3 separate regions of the Mus musculus genome follow, and regions 1 and 2 are each linked to region 3. Evidence: chromatin contacts called from public ChIA-PET data. All regions are on one chromosome and are shown on one strand. The core of a region is the stretch at or near the end of the contact, and the rest is flanking DNA. Distances in the headings are between cores, read along the strand shown.

Region 1 (2,700 bases), core at 192-2,691, 650 kb after region 3:
AAACCCAGCATGATACATGATCTCACAGGTCCTCTGGGACTGCACTGGGCAAGCAAGCAGAGCAAGGACTGCTGGACTGAGAGACAGCTCTTCTCAGCTCTACGCAAAGTCTGTCTTTGAAAACTGACCTTTCTCTGTGGGACTATTGGAATATAAAAGGACCACCCCCAACCCCGCCATGCTTCCAATCTTTGTATAGATTTTTACTTTTTAAACAAAAAAGAAAGAAAAAAAGAACTCATTATAGGTTTTATTTTTTGAGATTCTATTTCTGCAATTTGTACAACTAATGATCATGAAGTGGAGAGCCCTGGGGCTAACTGGCTCTAGGCTGAAACTTTTCAGCTTTTACAACTAAGCCAGCAGAGCACCCTAACCCATTGATCCCACCTCTGAGCACCTTTTTATACAAACTACCATATATGCAATTGGGAAAGCAGAGAGAAGCCTGAAGAAGAACAGTCCCCAGTCACTTTCCCCCTTTGGCCATGTTGGTGAACAGGTTTTTATTTATTTTTATTTATTTTTATTTTTGTCAATGCCACAGCTTGCTTTACACACCCAGGAAAACAACTTGATTACAAATTGAAACTTGGGGTAAATTAGGTCATTAAAAATCTGAGAACTTGTGCTATGCTGCAGGAGGGCTTTAAAGGACGTGATTGGGGTGGGGGTGGTGAACCTAAATATAAGAAACTTCCCAAAAAGGCCATCTCAAACCTAACTGAAGTTGTGCTATTTTTGAAAGTGGAAATCCCCGTTTTCGCCGCACAGTCCTGCGGTTGAGCAGTCTAAGAATTCAACCTCTCTGCTGGCCATAGTTCAAAGCCCATCCTTTGCAGAATGCCAAGGGCACTCCTCTTCCTTCCTGCCACCCACAGGGTCAGTCCTACATGCTATGGGTTAAACGTGACACCCTGTGTCCGTGGGCTGCCTCTGGTGGAAGATACATCTTATTTACAATGTGATTTCCCCACTGGTAGAAGTTTCTCTTTAAATCACTTCTCCTGGCCTCTCCTCCTCCTGCCCCAGGCAGGGTAAGGATGGAACCCAGGGTCCCAAGCTGAGTTCAGTTCCAAAAGCATTTCTTTGCAAGCCGTATTGCAATACCAACATTTCTCCATATGAAACTTCTTATATTTGCTTTGAAAGAAAAAAACACAGGTGTGTGTTTTACAAAACACAGTCCATGAACATCTCTAACTTTTAACATGCCCAAAGAGGAAATGTACCTATTTCTTTTCATACATTTTAAGTAGAGAAACAATAACAATCTGTTCATAGCTTAGTCTCTCTCAGAGTTCATGTCCATGTTCTTTTGGAATTGGGTTATATTTGTATACTAATCACCCTGACTGGGTCACTTGGATATTCCTGGTTTTCAGCAATAGTTGCTGCAGAAATCAGTTTCAGTACAGGCCCATTTACTCCTCAAGCTGCCTTCCTCTGTTCAGCCTGAGGTAAATGTGGACAGACACAGCAAAGCAAACAGACTCTGACACCTACCTTGTAGGCAGTTGCCAGACTTTTATTTCTTATATTGTCATATAGTTCCACTGCAAACTCCTAATGCCATCTGACACAATTACCCTTCTGTATCTGTGAGGTCTGCATCAGCAGATTCAACCAACAGAAGATGGAAAATATTCATAAAACCAAGCTGCATCTCTACTGAACACATTCGAATTCCCTAGACAGTTCTTGGCATTGTCTCAAAGCACTGCAGTAAAGTGGCTGTTTGTATCACATTTTTACTGTATCAGGATGTGTAAGCTGGACTGAGATGATTTAAAGTACACAGAAAGATGGACATAGGGAGCATGCAATTAAAATGCCATTTAATGCAGGCTCCTTGAGAACCCATAGACTTTAATGTTCACGGGTGGTTCTAGAATCAACACCTATGGCTGCCAAGGCATGACTGCAGCTCAAAGGCCCCTGAGTTAAGAGAACATTTAAAACCACAAGTTATAAAACCAAACGCAGAGGCCTCCCACGGTCTCTTTATGATCCACTGGTCATGATAACTGATTAGTTTGTAAAATTCTGTTTACATATCTTGTTAGATTGAATTCTTGATCTATTCAGCCTAGGATCAAGATATGAACCACAAATTACCACCCAGCACTGCAGTTAGGATCCTGCCATGTTCTAGAGTATCATGTCCCAGCTAGAGGGCCGAGTGATAGCCAGGTATAAAGGCAGAGAAAAAAATCCCAGAAGAACATTTCCTAAAATAGTCAGCCATAATCTTTATAAAATGGCTTAGGTCAGTAGTTTTATCTTCCTGTTAATGTCTCATGTGCATCCTGCTTTAGACCATGACATTTCAGCTATTAAATGGGAATCCTCTCCCTAAATTTATTTGTTTCCACAGCTTTATTTGCTATCATAAGCAGCCAGAGAAACACCCAGGGCAGATATCCTTAACCCCTTTCCACAGATTAAGAAGTGAGACACAATGGTGACAATCAACGGAGATGAGACAGATGGCTCGGTGGCTAAGAATGTTTGCTGCTCTTCCTGAGGCCTGAAGTTCGGTTCGAAGTACCCAGGGCAGAAAGTTCACAAGGGCCTATAACTCTAGTTCAAGGTGTCTGACATCTTCTGGTGTCCACAGTCATTCCCTCGTGTGCTCACACAGGCACACACACATATGTAAGCACAGTGACAATACTAAGTTCAGTACCTGTCATTCAA
Region 2 (2,700 bases), core at 109-2,608, 570 kb after region 3:
AGAGTGCCTGGCACCTAGATAATACAATGTACTTACCTTCAACCCATATGTTTAAACCTTAAGAGGCAACAGAACGGTCAGGACCAGGAAGGAGTCTCTCTGAAAATGCCAAGAGTACTGCTCAGAGCAACAGAGGCCTAAGGTTAGAGTTGATACAAGCAACACTTCCCCAGGTGCTGCTTATCATGCTGAGTGCACAAAGTGAAAATAGTACCAGGCTTCACGCAAGTTGTATTTTTAGAAAGAAAATCACATAGAAAATGCTCGAACTTTTCAGATTCAAAATTCCCAAGTGGAAGGACTAGGGACTTTCTGAAGGGAATTGAACAGCTCGGCTTTATGATCCGACTTTATTTGATCAGCATGTAAAAAGCAAACAAACTCACCTGGTGATATAGTTAGGTAATATACCGAAATCACCTCTGTATGTTCGTAAATTCATGAGTGACATCAAGTAGTGACCTGCAGCACCTGTGGCTTCTGCTGCCTTTACCTCCACTTGCAGGGCAGGACTCCCCGGACTCCTCATAAAACACTGAACTGAGCGAATTCTGGACAAAGAGGGGGCAGGAATTTGAAAGGAGGAAAGAAAAGAGGGGGGGGGAGGGGAAGGAAGTAGAGGAAAAGAGGGATCCTGAGAGAGAAGGATTGGTGAAAAAAGAGAGAGTAAACTCTGTGGGCATCAGTATGGGGAAGCTGGGATTGTAAGTAGAGGGATTTGTGAAACTTTTAGGACTAAATTTGATATCAGGAGTTAAAATGAACCCATTTAGTATTTCCTAAACTTGCCTACTTATAAGAATAAAAATCTGCCTTGTCAGATGGTTTGCTCTGTTAAATGTTTGTTATACCAGCATGAGGACCTCAGTTGTAATCTGAAAACTGGTTGGTAGAGACAGGAGGTCTCTTGCTGCCTGACCTGTCTATCCAGTTGGTAAGCTCTGAGTTCAGTAAAAGACCTTATCGAGAGAGAGAGAGAGAGAGAGAGAGAGAGAGAGAGAGAGAGAGAGAGAGAGAGAGAGAGAGAGAGAGAGAGAGAGAGAGAGAGAGAGAGAGAGACAGAGCGAGAGAGACAGAGACAGAGACAGAGAGAGAGCGCATGCATTACAAGAGTTAGTTCAATTTTCTGATTTGAAAGAATTCTAACAATCTCTACTGTTCACAAACAGGCCTTGCTAATTTGTATCATCAAGGAGGCTGACCTAATTGATTCACTGTGTTCCAGTGTGTACTACTCAGCTTGTCTGATTGATGTCGTTCTCTCACAGTGATTTTCTCTTTAAGTCCTGTAGGGAGTGGCTCTTGGTGGTAAAATCCTGTTTCCCAATTGGTTCTTGATCTATCAATAAAGATGCCAGGGGCCAATTGCTGGGCAGAAGGAAAGAGGCGGGACTTCCATGTCCCCTGCAGTAGAAGCTAAAGATATGCAATGAGAGGAAGAGAGATTTTGCCATGCTTCAGAGGGAGAAAAGGCCATCAGCCATGTGAGATCTAGGGTGAAGTGGCCATTAGCTACTTCCCCAACTGGGCCTGGGGTAGGAACTAAAGCTGAGGGCAGATTTAGGGTGCTAAGAGTATTGGAAAAGGCAATCTAGCCATGGGAGATTAGAAGCACCCAGCAACTGAGCCAATAAGGCAGGTTGAAAAATAAGCGTGTGTGTGTGTGTGTGTGTGTTTCATCCGAGGATCCAAGAGAACCTGGGTGGGGCTGATAACACAGTCCACCCAGAGCTTAAAGCAGGGTAGCAAAAATTACATGCTACAAAGCCCTGTCCTGCACTTCTCTACATTTTCCCTCTTGGAGTCTCATTTACATAACATTATACATGTATGGTGGCAAAACCACTGAATTTTGTAGTCTGAATGCCTGCCAGAACACTAGTCCATGCCACCCTAGGTAGTCAAAATGCTTAAGCTTCTGTGAAAAGCTATGTCCATTGTCAGAACTGTTAGAACTTTGGAAAGAGAAAGTGATTTTATCAAGAAAACCTAAAAAGCAAAACCAAACAAAATCTTGAGTCACGGAATATGCCTGATGTCTGGAGTCAGAGAATATACCCAAGGAAATAAAAAATCTCACGTTCGCAGTCCTACAGACTCAGAAGATATATGCCTGCCTTGAAAGAGGTTGTTTTCCACGTGGAAGTTTTCATGTATTATGGGTGACATTCCTGTATGTTGGTGCCTGGCTGCATTAGTCAGATCTCACTCTAGTGACACCCCTGAGGCAATTAACTCACAAAGAGAAAAGTTGTCCTGGCTCACAGCTTTTGTGGCTTTGGCCACATTTAGTTCTCACTATTGCTTTGGGACTGTGGAAGTATCAAGTGGTGGCTGGAGTGTACAACCGAGCAAAACCACTCCCTTCACCATCCAGAAAGGAAAGGCAGAGAAAGGGGAGCACGGTCTATATCCTCAGTGATCTTATGGCTTCCTACTACGCGTCACATCACAGAGGCTCAGTGATCAATGGTGCTGCTCAGGGACTAAGCAGCTAACACTGGGTCTGTGGAAAAACACTGATGATCCTAACTAAAGCCCTGCGTGTGTAAATTCACTACTCCAGGTTACTACTTTCTTACTACGTGAAGAAATTTACACATTGTTTTATTTGTATGCTTTCCATAACTAGCCAAGTGCTTTGCCTGTACCACTGTGCTGTTGTTGAACTAGTAGTACGCATGGACTTATAAAAGACAG
Region 3 (2,879 bases), core at 334-2,833:
GGCATTCTGGCTCTTCTCAGTTCTTCTGGTTTACCCTGAATCCCAACCTTCTCCCAGCCCTGCACACTGCCAATCTCTCCTTATAATGCTGTTCAATCCTCTTCTCTCTCTTTCTCTTTCTCTTTCTCTCTCTCTCTCTCTCTCTCTCTCTCTCTCTCTCTCTCTCTCTCTCTCTCTCCCTCCCTCCCTCCCTCCCTCCCTCCGTCCCTCCCTCCCTCCCTCCCTCCCTGCTGTGGAGACACCTCTGGCTGTGTTCTCCCTCATGTCTACAATAAAAGCCTGCCCCTTAACCATACCTTGGCTCCATCATACTGAAAGTCCCTGCAGTTCCTGATGGTGTCACTTTGTTTGGGAAGTTGTATAATGTAGGAAGGTGGGGGTTGCTGGAGGAAGTGGGTCACTGGAGGTGGAACTTGAGGTTTTAAATTGCCCCTGACCCTTCTATTAACCTTCCTGCTTCCCAACTATCACTCAGTGTTTGCAGCTCTTCCCACTAAGCTTTCCGTGACGGGGATGTAACCTCTCAACCTGTAGGCCAAGCAAACACTCTCTCCCAAATCCGCTTCTGTCCAGGTACCCTGGTGGTTTGGGGCCAAGGTGTGATACTCAGAGATCATGCCACAGAATAGGCTGAAGGCAAGACATCTGCTGGGAGACAGAGGAGATTGAAAGGGTGTCTCAGAGTGGGGGCATGAACCAGCTAGTCAGACAGACAGACAGACAGACAGACAGACAGACAGACAGTCAGACAGTCAGTCAGATAGGCAGACAGACAGACAGGGAGACAGGCAGGGAGACAGGCAGACAGACAGACAGGAAGATAGGCAGACAGACAGACAGGGAGACAGGCAGGGAGACAGGCAGACAGACAGAAAGTCAGACAGTCAGTCAGACAGGCAGACAGACAGACAGACAGACAGACAGACAGACAGGGAGACAGACAGACAGGAAGATAGGCAGACAGACAGACAGGAAGATAGGCAGGCAGACAGACAGACAGGCAGACAGACAGGGAGACAGACAGGTAGACAGGGAGACAGACAGGGAGACAGACAGACAGACAGACAGACAGACAGACAAATAGGCAGACAGACAGATAGAAAACAGACAGGGAGATGGAGACAGAAACAGATACAGACAGAATGAATAAGCAAGATGCCCACAGAGATCTGGGGTGGCCAGCACACTTTAAAAGGTTCTCCTATTGCATGGTGGAAAGGCACAGCCCCTGACAGTGGTGAGTTACTTAAGTGGCTGTGGCTGAGTTGCCCAAAGTCAGGCTGGCAGAGCGCCTAATCTACAACACAAGTAATTCATGCTTGTCACTAAGTCGGTACTGAGAGTGGTGTTGTTATGAGGGTGTTGGTATGACTGTTATGGTCTTTAGAGCGTCTGTGAGAGGATTATGGAAGAGTTTGAGAATCCAGGCTGAAAACTCCCTTAGAAACTTGTAAACAGCTCAACAGCTGTGGTGGGAGTTTGGAAGACTAGGAGGAGAGACTGGAGGCTGTTGGGGGCTGGCTCATGAGGTTACAATGTGGCATAGAATCTGGCTTCCTCTTGCCCGTTTCCTGAGACCTTGAGACAGGCTGTTTTAAAGTAACAGACTCTGCTCAGTGAAGGAAATTTCAAGGCAAGATAGCAGCCGCTGTTTTGCCACTTTTATGCTGAGTTACCGTGAAAAGGAGCAAGGAGGGAGAGAGATGAAGTGCAGACTGAGTAGACAGGCGTATGGTTACAAGGCAAGGCTGGGTGAAGCAATGGCTTGGCTGTGCTCTGTACTGGAACCCCAGGGGAGCTGCCCTGAGGTAAGAGGACAGCACCCAGCAAAGGCTCTAACCTGTGAAAGCGCAAATACTCACTGGGGAAGCCAGTCAGAAACCATGAAAAGGCTTAGATGACTTGATGTGATAGTATTTCTGTTTAAACATGAAGCCATTCATAAACCTCAATATGAGAGAATATTCCATTTGTCAACACAAAACATAGAACAGCATGCTAAAAATAAACGTAGTAAGAAATACCCTGTGCTTAGGATGTCTAAAGCGAATAAGGGACATAAAAGACTTGTATTGAAGAGCATTTAACTATGGAAAATTAGTCATTATTAGTAAGCATTATAGTGATAGAATGCTGATTCAAATCCCCAAAGAACTTCAAATGGGGGAAGGGGTGGAATCTGGCAAAGAAAAAAAAGTCTGTAAGTCTATAGTTGACCTTAGAAAACAAACAAACAAACAAACAAACAAAGCCCCCCAAAACAGCTAGGGGCTAGAGAGATGGTTCAGTGGTTAAGAGCATTGACTGCTCTTCAGAGGTCCTAAGTTCAATTCCCAGCAGCCGCATGGTGGCTCACAATCATCTGTAATGGGATCTGATGCCCTTTTCTGGTATGTCTGAAAGATAGCCACAATGTACTTGTATACATAGATAATTAAAAAAAAAAACAAAACACAACAAAACAAAAAACAATTATTACAAAAAATCAGTAGAAAGATGCCTAGACTAGTGAAGCGCACTCCTCAGTAGCTGAGGGCTTTCCCACAGATGAACAGAGCCTGGGGCTCAGATCTAACGTCTTAAGCCACTGATGAGTTAGTCTATTGAGTAAACAACACTGGAACTGGAGCGTAGGGGCGACATTGGACGGCATGGGTGTGAACAGTCTATTTTTACTCTGGCCCATCCTGCTATTTTTCTGTTTCCTGGATGTCATGACGTGATTTTGGCATGTCCATTGGTCCTGATGTTTCTGTTTTACCACACACCTAAAAGCAACGGTGACTGCTGACCATGGTGTGAAACTTCCAAAGCCGTGAGCCCAAATACATCTCTTCTCCCATCAGTTGTTTCTCTCAGGCGTCTGTCACAATGCTGAG

Evidence for each region. ChIA-PET counts read pairs in DNA pulled down with a chosen protein or histone mark.
Region 1: an RNA polymerase II ChIA-PET map of effector CD8 T cells shows a contact between it and region 3, with 19 read pairs. The contact joins two enhancer-like sites. A contact is called at or near these places in 3 of 39 promoter capture datasets (embryonic stem cells, hippocampal neurons and pre-B cells) and 1 of 115 datasets of contacts at active chromatin or transcription factors (effector CD8 T cells).
Region 2: a contact with region 3 is called in an RNA polymerase II ChIA-PET map of effector CD8 T cells, with 11 read pairs. The contact joins two enhancer-like sites.

The regions. Positions count from the first base shown.
Region 1 is chr10:18,963,147-18,965,846 of GRCm38.p6, reverse strand. No RefSeq gene overlaps it. Among named protein-coding and RNA genes, the nearest start is that of Tnfaip3, 51 kb to the left of the region's middle. Within about 2 kb of position 1,441, at least 68 of the 459 cell types and tissues checked have an H3K27ac peak or open chromatin away from gene starts, as enhancers often do. A contact at or near this core is called in effector CD8 T cells, where this site is marked.
Region 2 is chr10:19,042,734-19,045,433 of GRCm38.p6, reverse strand. No RefSeq gene overlaps it. Among named protein-coding and RNA genes, the nearest start is that of Gm51814, 19 kb to the left of the region's middle. Within about 2 kb of position 1,358, at least 133 of the 459 cell types and tissues checked have an H3K27ac peak or open chromatin away from gene starts, as enhancers often do. A contact at or near this core is called in effector CD8 T cells, where this site is marked.
Region 3 is chr10:19,612,060-19,614,938 of GRCm38.p6, reverse strand. No RefSeq gene overlaps it. Among named protein-coding and RNA genes, the nearest start is that of Il22ra2, 8.5 kb to the left of the region's middle. Within about 2 kb of position 1,583, at least 127 of the 459 cell types and tissues checked have an H3K27ac peak or open chromatin away from gene starts, as enhancers often do. A contact at or near this core is called in effector CD8 T cells, where this site is marked.